Regions from separate parts of the Mus musculus genome. Here region 1 is linked to region 2. Evidence: chromatin contacts called from public targeted proximity ligation data. All regions are on one chromosome and are shown on one strand. The core of a region is the stretch at or near the end of the contact, and the rest is flanking DNA. Distances in the headings are between cores, read along the strand shown.

Region 1 (3,396 bases), core at 164-2,663, 84 kb before region 2:
AGGAGCTGAAGGAGACCTGTCTACAGGTGGGCACTGCGTGGGGGAGGCGGCAGGAGCCAAGGAGGAAATGGCAGAGCAATCTCCAGAGGAAGAAGGAGAGATTCCTGGCTTAGGCTCCAAGGATGCTAGATGGAAGCTAAGCCGACAGTGGGCTCGCAGGCCACTCCCTTTCAGAAAGGCAAAGGGGTGCGGCCCCCTTCCCCCCTTCCCTGGTAGGACTGGAGTGAGTTTGGTATTCTTTGCGTCCCCCCTCCCCAAGCTTAGGAGAACACTGCCCGCCGCCCCCATTGTCATCCACTGCTGCGCTTTCTCTTCAGGTACCCCTGCCTCCCCCTTCACCGCTCCTGCGGTTCCCCACCTCCCAGAAGCCTCTATCCCCCGCCGCTGCACCAGATTCCCACTTGCCCCCTGGAGCCCTCTCAATTCACAGTTGGCACCGCAGATGACACTCCGCTCCTCTGTGCCCACATCTTGGCCCAAAGCTGCCAGGATCTTCTTTGCCCTGAGGTCCCCCAACACTGACATCCCCGGGGCACTGGTGCTGGGGAGCAGGGGGTACCTCTGAGGGCACTGCCCGGCTCCCACGGGGACAGCAGCTCCTCGCTCCGCCACACACGTTGTCCTTGGGCTGCTGGGGGTGGGGGGGGAGGTCTTTGTGGGGACACTGCGAAGTCGGCCCCGGGCATCCAGCCTATCAATGTCCCGACTGCGGGGTTTGAATAAGAGTCTCTGCCACTAGAACCCACGCCCCCGGGGCACGGATGACCCTGGTAGAAAGGGGTGCAATTCGTGCGGCTCCAGCCGACAGCAGCCCCAGGCTGGGGCTCCGAGACGGCGCCCAGGCGCTGCAGCCGTCCTACCCGCCGGTGCGGGGCGCCCCAGCCCGTGCGGGGTGCCCCAGCCCTCGCGGGGCCGCGCTTACCTGGGCTGGCCGCCTCCGGGTCCCGGTACATGGTCCCCTTCGTCGCCGGCTCCCTCCGGGCTCCTCAGAGCCGCCTGCGGCCGCGCGCTTCTCTGCCGCCGCTGCAGGGCATGGGGCCGGGCGACCCCCGGGGGCGGGTCCGAGGGCGGGGGCCGCGCGGGCTGCACCGAGCCGCGGAGCCGGGGAGCGGGGGCCGCCCGCCAGCCCTCCGGGCCGCCCGCGGAGCACGCTGCCGCCGCCGCCGAGCCGCGCGGAGCCTCCTCCCTCTGGCCTGCGCGCCGCGTGTGCGCGCCGGAGCGTGTGTGAGTGTGTACGAGGCGATGTGTGTGTGTGTGTGTATGTGTGTATGTATGTGTGTGCGTGCGTGTGTGAGTGAGTGAGTGTGTGTGTATGTGTGTGTGTATGTGTGTGTGAGAGAGAGAGCGAGAGAGTGTGTGCGCGCCCGGGGCACCGCCGGCGCCGCCCGCCCGCCGTGGAGCGCCACGGCCACTGCCGCTGCTGCGCCCACTGTCGGCCGCGCGCTGCACTGCAGCCCTAGACTGGCCGCCGCCGCCCGGAGCCGCCCCGAGGGCACGGCCGCCGCCCCGCGCACCCCAGGCGCTCACTGGGCCCCGCCTGGAAGGACGGCAGAGCTCCACCGCTATGCTCGTCTAGTTTACGGAAGACGCGATCCATTCGGCCCGTGCACCACGGGTGGCGGTGGTGTCTCACGCCACAGGGTCGCCCAGCTGGCCACCTCCTCCGAGGTGCCCTCTGACTCCGCTCCGAAAGGCGTGGAGATCCACCCCAGATTTTCCGCTCGGTGGCTACTCGAGGGCGTTAGCTCGGGACAAGGAACAGCGGAGGGCCAGAGAAGAAGGGTTGGTGGGTATCAAAACCAGGAGTGGAGTATGTTGCCAGCGCTGGGCCTCGGTCTGACGGGCTTGTCTTTCCTAGAGCTGGCCAGCTGCAGGAACGAATAGGACTAGAATCTCCATCTTCCGTGGGGTACTAAGTATCAAGAACCTTCCCACTTATTCCAGCTCCAAGAGAGAAGAAAGCAACCGTTTAGCCCCTATTCATTCCTTTTCCGACCCCATTCTTCCGGTCCTTTCCCTTGACCCAGGGCACCCTTGATAAGAACGAAAACCCCCCTTCTCCTGTCAACCTTGAGAATATCTTGGTGTGCTCTCTGCCCCTGTATCTTTTCAACATTGTCCAAATAGGAAAGACTCTGTTTTTCTCTACACAATAGAGATTGTTTGATTCTGGGGCAGGGAGGAGACTTTTAAGACCCACGACTGAAACATGGGGATAAAATACCATGCCGCCTTGCACACGTCTACACAGGTACTCACTTCCCTGCCCCCAACACTCTCAAGCATACAAACTACCTAGGTCATGAAAAGCAATAGACCCCTCCTACGGTGCATGTCTTGCCATACCCTATACTGAAAAGGTTGAATGGCTAAGACAGCACAATCTTTGGGTTACAAATGTCAGCATTCCTCCTTCCATGCAGTTCACAAGTGAACCAGGCTTTTCAACATTGAAGGTTTCTGCTCCTCAAAAGCCACCTATCTGGCTTTATACTGTGTGTATGGCTCGTGCCCTGCCATACCTCCACCTCCCACACAGTACAGGCAGCCAGCACCCATGGGGATGAACCTTTGTTCCAAAAGTCGCTCATTGTGCTCGTGCACACACACATACAAAACACACACACCATTTCTTGGAACTCACATAGAAACACACACACACACACACATATTCACCTCCACCCACAGCTTTTCCGGTTGAGAAATAGATAAGGAAAATTCCCCAGCAAAACTTCTCTAAGACGGTTCTGGTGAAGAACATACTTCCTGGGATTGAAGAGTCTAATAAAACGGAAGTGGGGAAAAGGCACGTGGACAGTTGGGTCTGTATTTCCCCAGTGGCCAGAAATCTCAGCCCTCACTCTGTGATCAAGGACTGCTCTGTCCCCCATTCATCATGCACCCAAGAATTCAGGAGCTAGCCACAGCCTGTTTGGGGGGCCTAGCAAACTCTAGGAAGCCAAGCTGGGGCTCTAGGGTCTCCAGTTTTCATTCATCCCTCCTCCTAAATCCAGCCGCCTCTCTCAGGGCAAGAGTGCCTCATCTACAGGGCACCATCAGTGGTATGCAGAAAGGGCCCTTCTGCAGGAACCATCCTACTCCAGATCCCTCCCACCCTGAGGGGGGGGGCAGCATACTCCCTTGCCATTGCAACCTGACAGGTCTTTTGCCGGGCAGCTAGAAGCTCCCAGTTTCTCAGAGCCGATGAAGAGGACATCAGAGAGATGACACAAGCCACCTCCTCAGGTGACAAATGGTGAAAATCAAGCCCCTAGAAGAGATCCCGGGAGCCCAATGCAGCCACGGAAGCTGCTTAGAGGATATGGAGAAATTCTTGGTTTAAATCCCAGCATTTTGCATGCCAGTCTGAGATCCATGGGTAGACCTTTCCATTTG
Region 2 (3,610 bases), core at 443-2,942:
CTGACCAAGAACAGGACATCACCTTGAGAATCCCAGTAGTATTAGCCTCCCACATTATAGAACTGGTCAGAACTGGTTTGTCGAGGATTGGATACATGGGGATGATGATGATGGTGATGGTGGTGATGATGATGGTGTGTGTGTGTGTGTGAGTGTGTGTGCGAGTGTGTGTGTGTGTGTGTGTGTGTGTGTGGAACTTGTGTAGTTTTCTATGTGCCGGACAGCTAAGGGGTAGACTGTAGTAGACTATTTAGGGATGGCCACGTGGGCATGCTTTCTCCATTAGGAACTTTGGTGAGTAAGGAAAAGAGCTGATTTTGCAGAGTCCTTTCTGCCTGGCATCAGTTGATCTACCATGGTTCACAGGACCAATATAATTCTTTCTTCCAGGTGTCTGGGACTTTGAAGCAAGAGATATTATCTCCAACTGTGTGGTTTGAATGGACCATGACAATCTAGAGATAACGTCCCTGAACCCAGGCCTCCCCAGATTTCTGAACTTCCTGAGACATCGGGAGCTCCTCTCCAGGAATTCTTGAAGTGCTCATATTTGTTCCCCAAATCCATTTTCTTTACCTAAGCCAGAGCTTATCTTTGCAATAACCGTAGATGCTACCGAATTGCCTGGCGAGGGGCTGAACTCTGCAACGAGGAGAAGTCTGTCCCGGATGCAGGGTTTCACTTTCAGTCAGATGTCCACCTATGTCCTCCAGGCCTACAGAACAAGTCAATCATCCTGACGTCATTCTCAGAATGACGTCTGAGCCCAGGAAACATTTCACACGCTTGCTTTCTGCGTTACTTTCCTTTCGACCTCTCATATCTTTCTGCTCGACTTTGGAGACTTAACTGATTGCATCATCATGACCGCTAGATCCAATCTTACCTATGACCCCCTGTGCAGCTGCAGCTCTTAGCTTAGCCCCCATGTGACCTGATATCTCTAAGGGCAAGCCTGCTCCCACCCACTCCCCAGACTCAACCCAGAACACCAGCATAGCTGTGTCCCTGCCAAAAAGCAGCTTTCAGGAAGGCGAGTTGAGCGACTTGCGCATGAATGGATGGGCGTGTGTGAAGGAGAACAGGAGGGGCGATTTTCTTCATTTATCAGAAAATCAAAATTGATCAAACTCCCCTTTTGCTGTCAGGCACTATGCTGGGTGTTGAGGAGGGTGAGAGTAGGGGGGAAGAGGAGGACATAGATAAAGATGTGTCCCAACTCCTCAAGACGCTGCTAGGTCCCCTGAAGGAGGTGGAACCCATCTCTCTCCTTTCCTCCCCCAAACAAACCAGTTCTCCGGTGATCCTACTTGCTATTTTTCATCTCCCACGCTAAACCCTGTCACGCGGGACCTGAAGGAGGGGAACCCAAGCAGCTACCGTGCCCCTGTTCAGTGCCCACGGTCCAACCCCTTTCGTCTGCCCACGGAACCCCCGTGGAGGCCTCAGCCCCGCGCCCACCGCCCCCACGCGCGGGGATCCAGGGCTCCACCACCTCGGGCCTGCGCGCCTCTCCCCTCCCTGGCGCTAGGGGGCGCTGCCGCCCCACGGCCGTCGCCATGGTCACCGCTGGCGGCGGAGTGGGGTTTACGTAAAGGACGCAGCGTCCCCCGGGGGGCGGAGGCGGCCTTCGCGCCGGCGCCGGCGCCCTGCGGAAGCAACGTTAGTGAATAGGGGCCTTGGGGAGCCCAGGATGGAGGTGGCGGTCGCAGTGGCCGCGGCGGGCCGAGCCCTGCGGCGGGCCGGAGGTAAGGGGGCCCGGGCCGAGTCCCGGGCGCAGGAGCTCTGCGAGCGGCGTGGCGGGCTGGGCAATGTCCACTGCGCGCGGTGGCCGGTCCGACAGGTCCGCGGGCGGAGGTGCGGCTGCCACGCGCGCTCGTGGCAGGTGTGAGGTCCGCGGAGCCCCGGGCCACCGGCGTGGGGATGGTGACACGCATGGCACGGGCGTGGGCAACGTGGATACAGCACGGGCAGCGTGATTTTTCCTGGCGAGGGTGTCAGAAGACTCACCCCCGCCTTGGTGTAGCGGTGGCCGCCCAGGTGTGAGGAGGGTGCACCCTCTGTACAGGAGGGCGATGCACGCAGCTGGTGCTGGTGGGTGGCCAGCTGATGCTGGGCCGTGATGGTGCGGTGGGCATGGGTGTGAGAAAGTGCTGCCATTGCTTGGATGTTGGTTGGCATGGTTCTGGCCTTGGGCTTGACATGGTTTGGAGTGATGGTCCTGGGGGCTTAAAGAATCAATGTCCTGGGCATGACTAGTGGCTCCGGCCCTGCTGTGAGAAATGGCCTTGGCTTAGCGCAGTGCCCTGGAATGACTAATACTGTGAGGGAAGACAGGTGGCCCTCAGACCCTGGTAAATAAGAGGGTAAATACCCACCCTTACAGGGAGATCAGTAGGGGCGACGTCTCTGTCATGGGGCTCAGCATTAATGCCTGTTGGTGTGCTGGCCTTGGGGCAGAAGGCTGGAAGAAGGTTGGTGTTTTTTATGATGGATGAGAATAAGAGACACCATGTGTCTACCATGAGGTTCTTGGTTGCTGTCCCAGGTAGAGCTCTGCTCAGTTATGAACCTTTACCTGGCTCATGAGTCCTCCCCCATTTGGAGGAAGATGGGAGGAATAGGTGGTTCTCACTGGTGGTCCTTGTTTCTGATTATAGGAGACTCAGAAGGGTATAGAGAAGTAGCCCAGGCTACGTCGTCCCTGGGCCCTTCCTTTCACTTGGTTGATGGCGGTGCTACTGGGTTTCTGGGAATTGTATCTTTTGGGCTGCGTGGAAGATGGTTCTGTGGCTACTGGGAGTGTTTGGAGATTGCATATATCCTAACTAGTCTTCTGAGAAGCTTTGGAGAAGGTCCCCCATCTCTCTATCTCTTTCCTTCCCTCCCTCCCTCTATCTCTCCCCCCTCCCAGCCCCCATCTCCTTCCTCCTCTCATTGCCACATGATGTCCCACTTCACAGAGCATCAGTGGGCAGACCCCTAGAGACGTTGAAGACTTCAGGGTGTTATGGGTTTCTTGGGGGGGAAGGCACAGAAGTAGAAGCAAAGAGCTGAGCTTTGCATGAGAAGGGTGTTTCTTTGCCAACATGGGTGCTTGGAGAAGCCTCCCTCCTTTGAGGGAACTGAGTTAAGTTCCCTAAAGCTGACATGTTGTCCACTGTCTTTAGAGCCAGATAACTTGAATTCCAGTCTTTGGCTGTGTGACCTTGAGCTGGTGTTGTTACCTTTAAGAGTCACTTCACACAGTGATCCCAGTGGTCCCAGAATGAAGGAGACTGTGCGTGGAGAATTCTATAAGCAGCAAGAGGCTATACGAAGGTCAGGGATTTCCATCAGGGCAAGAGACACAAGGTGGTTGGGAATAGAGGCATGGAATGTGACTGGGGAGGAAGGGAGACATAGGTTGAGGGTTTGTCATGGGAAATTAGAAACCCAGAGGATATATGCTCCTGGTGGGGGGATGTGGGATCTGTTGACACTGTGAGTCAGCTACTGAGCTGGAACCAGGCCCCGGGTCTCCCGAGGACGGTTCTAGTTCTGGACTTGGCCATGGCAAGTGTGGAGTTCTGCTGGAGTGGCCCACACAGGAGGAAGCTCTTTGCTTGGG

The links.
Region 1: a targeted proximity ligation map of pancreatic cancer cells shows a contact between it and region 2. A contact is called at or near these places in 17 of 39 promoter capture datasets (the 3T3-L1 cell line, the HPC-7 cell line, cranial neural crest and 9 more), 4 of 484 Hi-C or Micro-C datasets (cerebral cortex, embryonic stem cells, erythroblasts and 1 more), 5 of 130 datasets of targeted methods (bone marrow-derived macrophages, embryonic fibroblasts, embryonic stem cells and 1 more) and 2 of 9 other capture datasets (adipose tissue and liver).

Annotation. Positions count from the first base shown.
Region 1 is chr19:10,387,040-10,390,435 of GRCm38.p6, reverse strand. It overlaps Syt7 (synaptotagmin VII), which reads right to left and starts at 1,413. Exons shown (of 12, transcript NM_001373944.1): 1 at 923-1,413. The coding sequence starts at 953.
Region 2 is chr19:10,302,959-10,306,568 of GRCm38.p6, reverse strand. Dagla (diacylglycerol lipase, alpha) reads left to right here and starts at 1,692. Exons shown (of 20, transcript NM_198114.2): 1 at 1,692-1,748.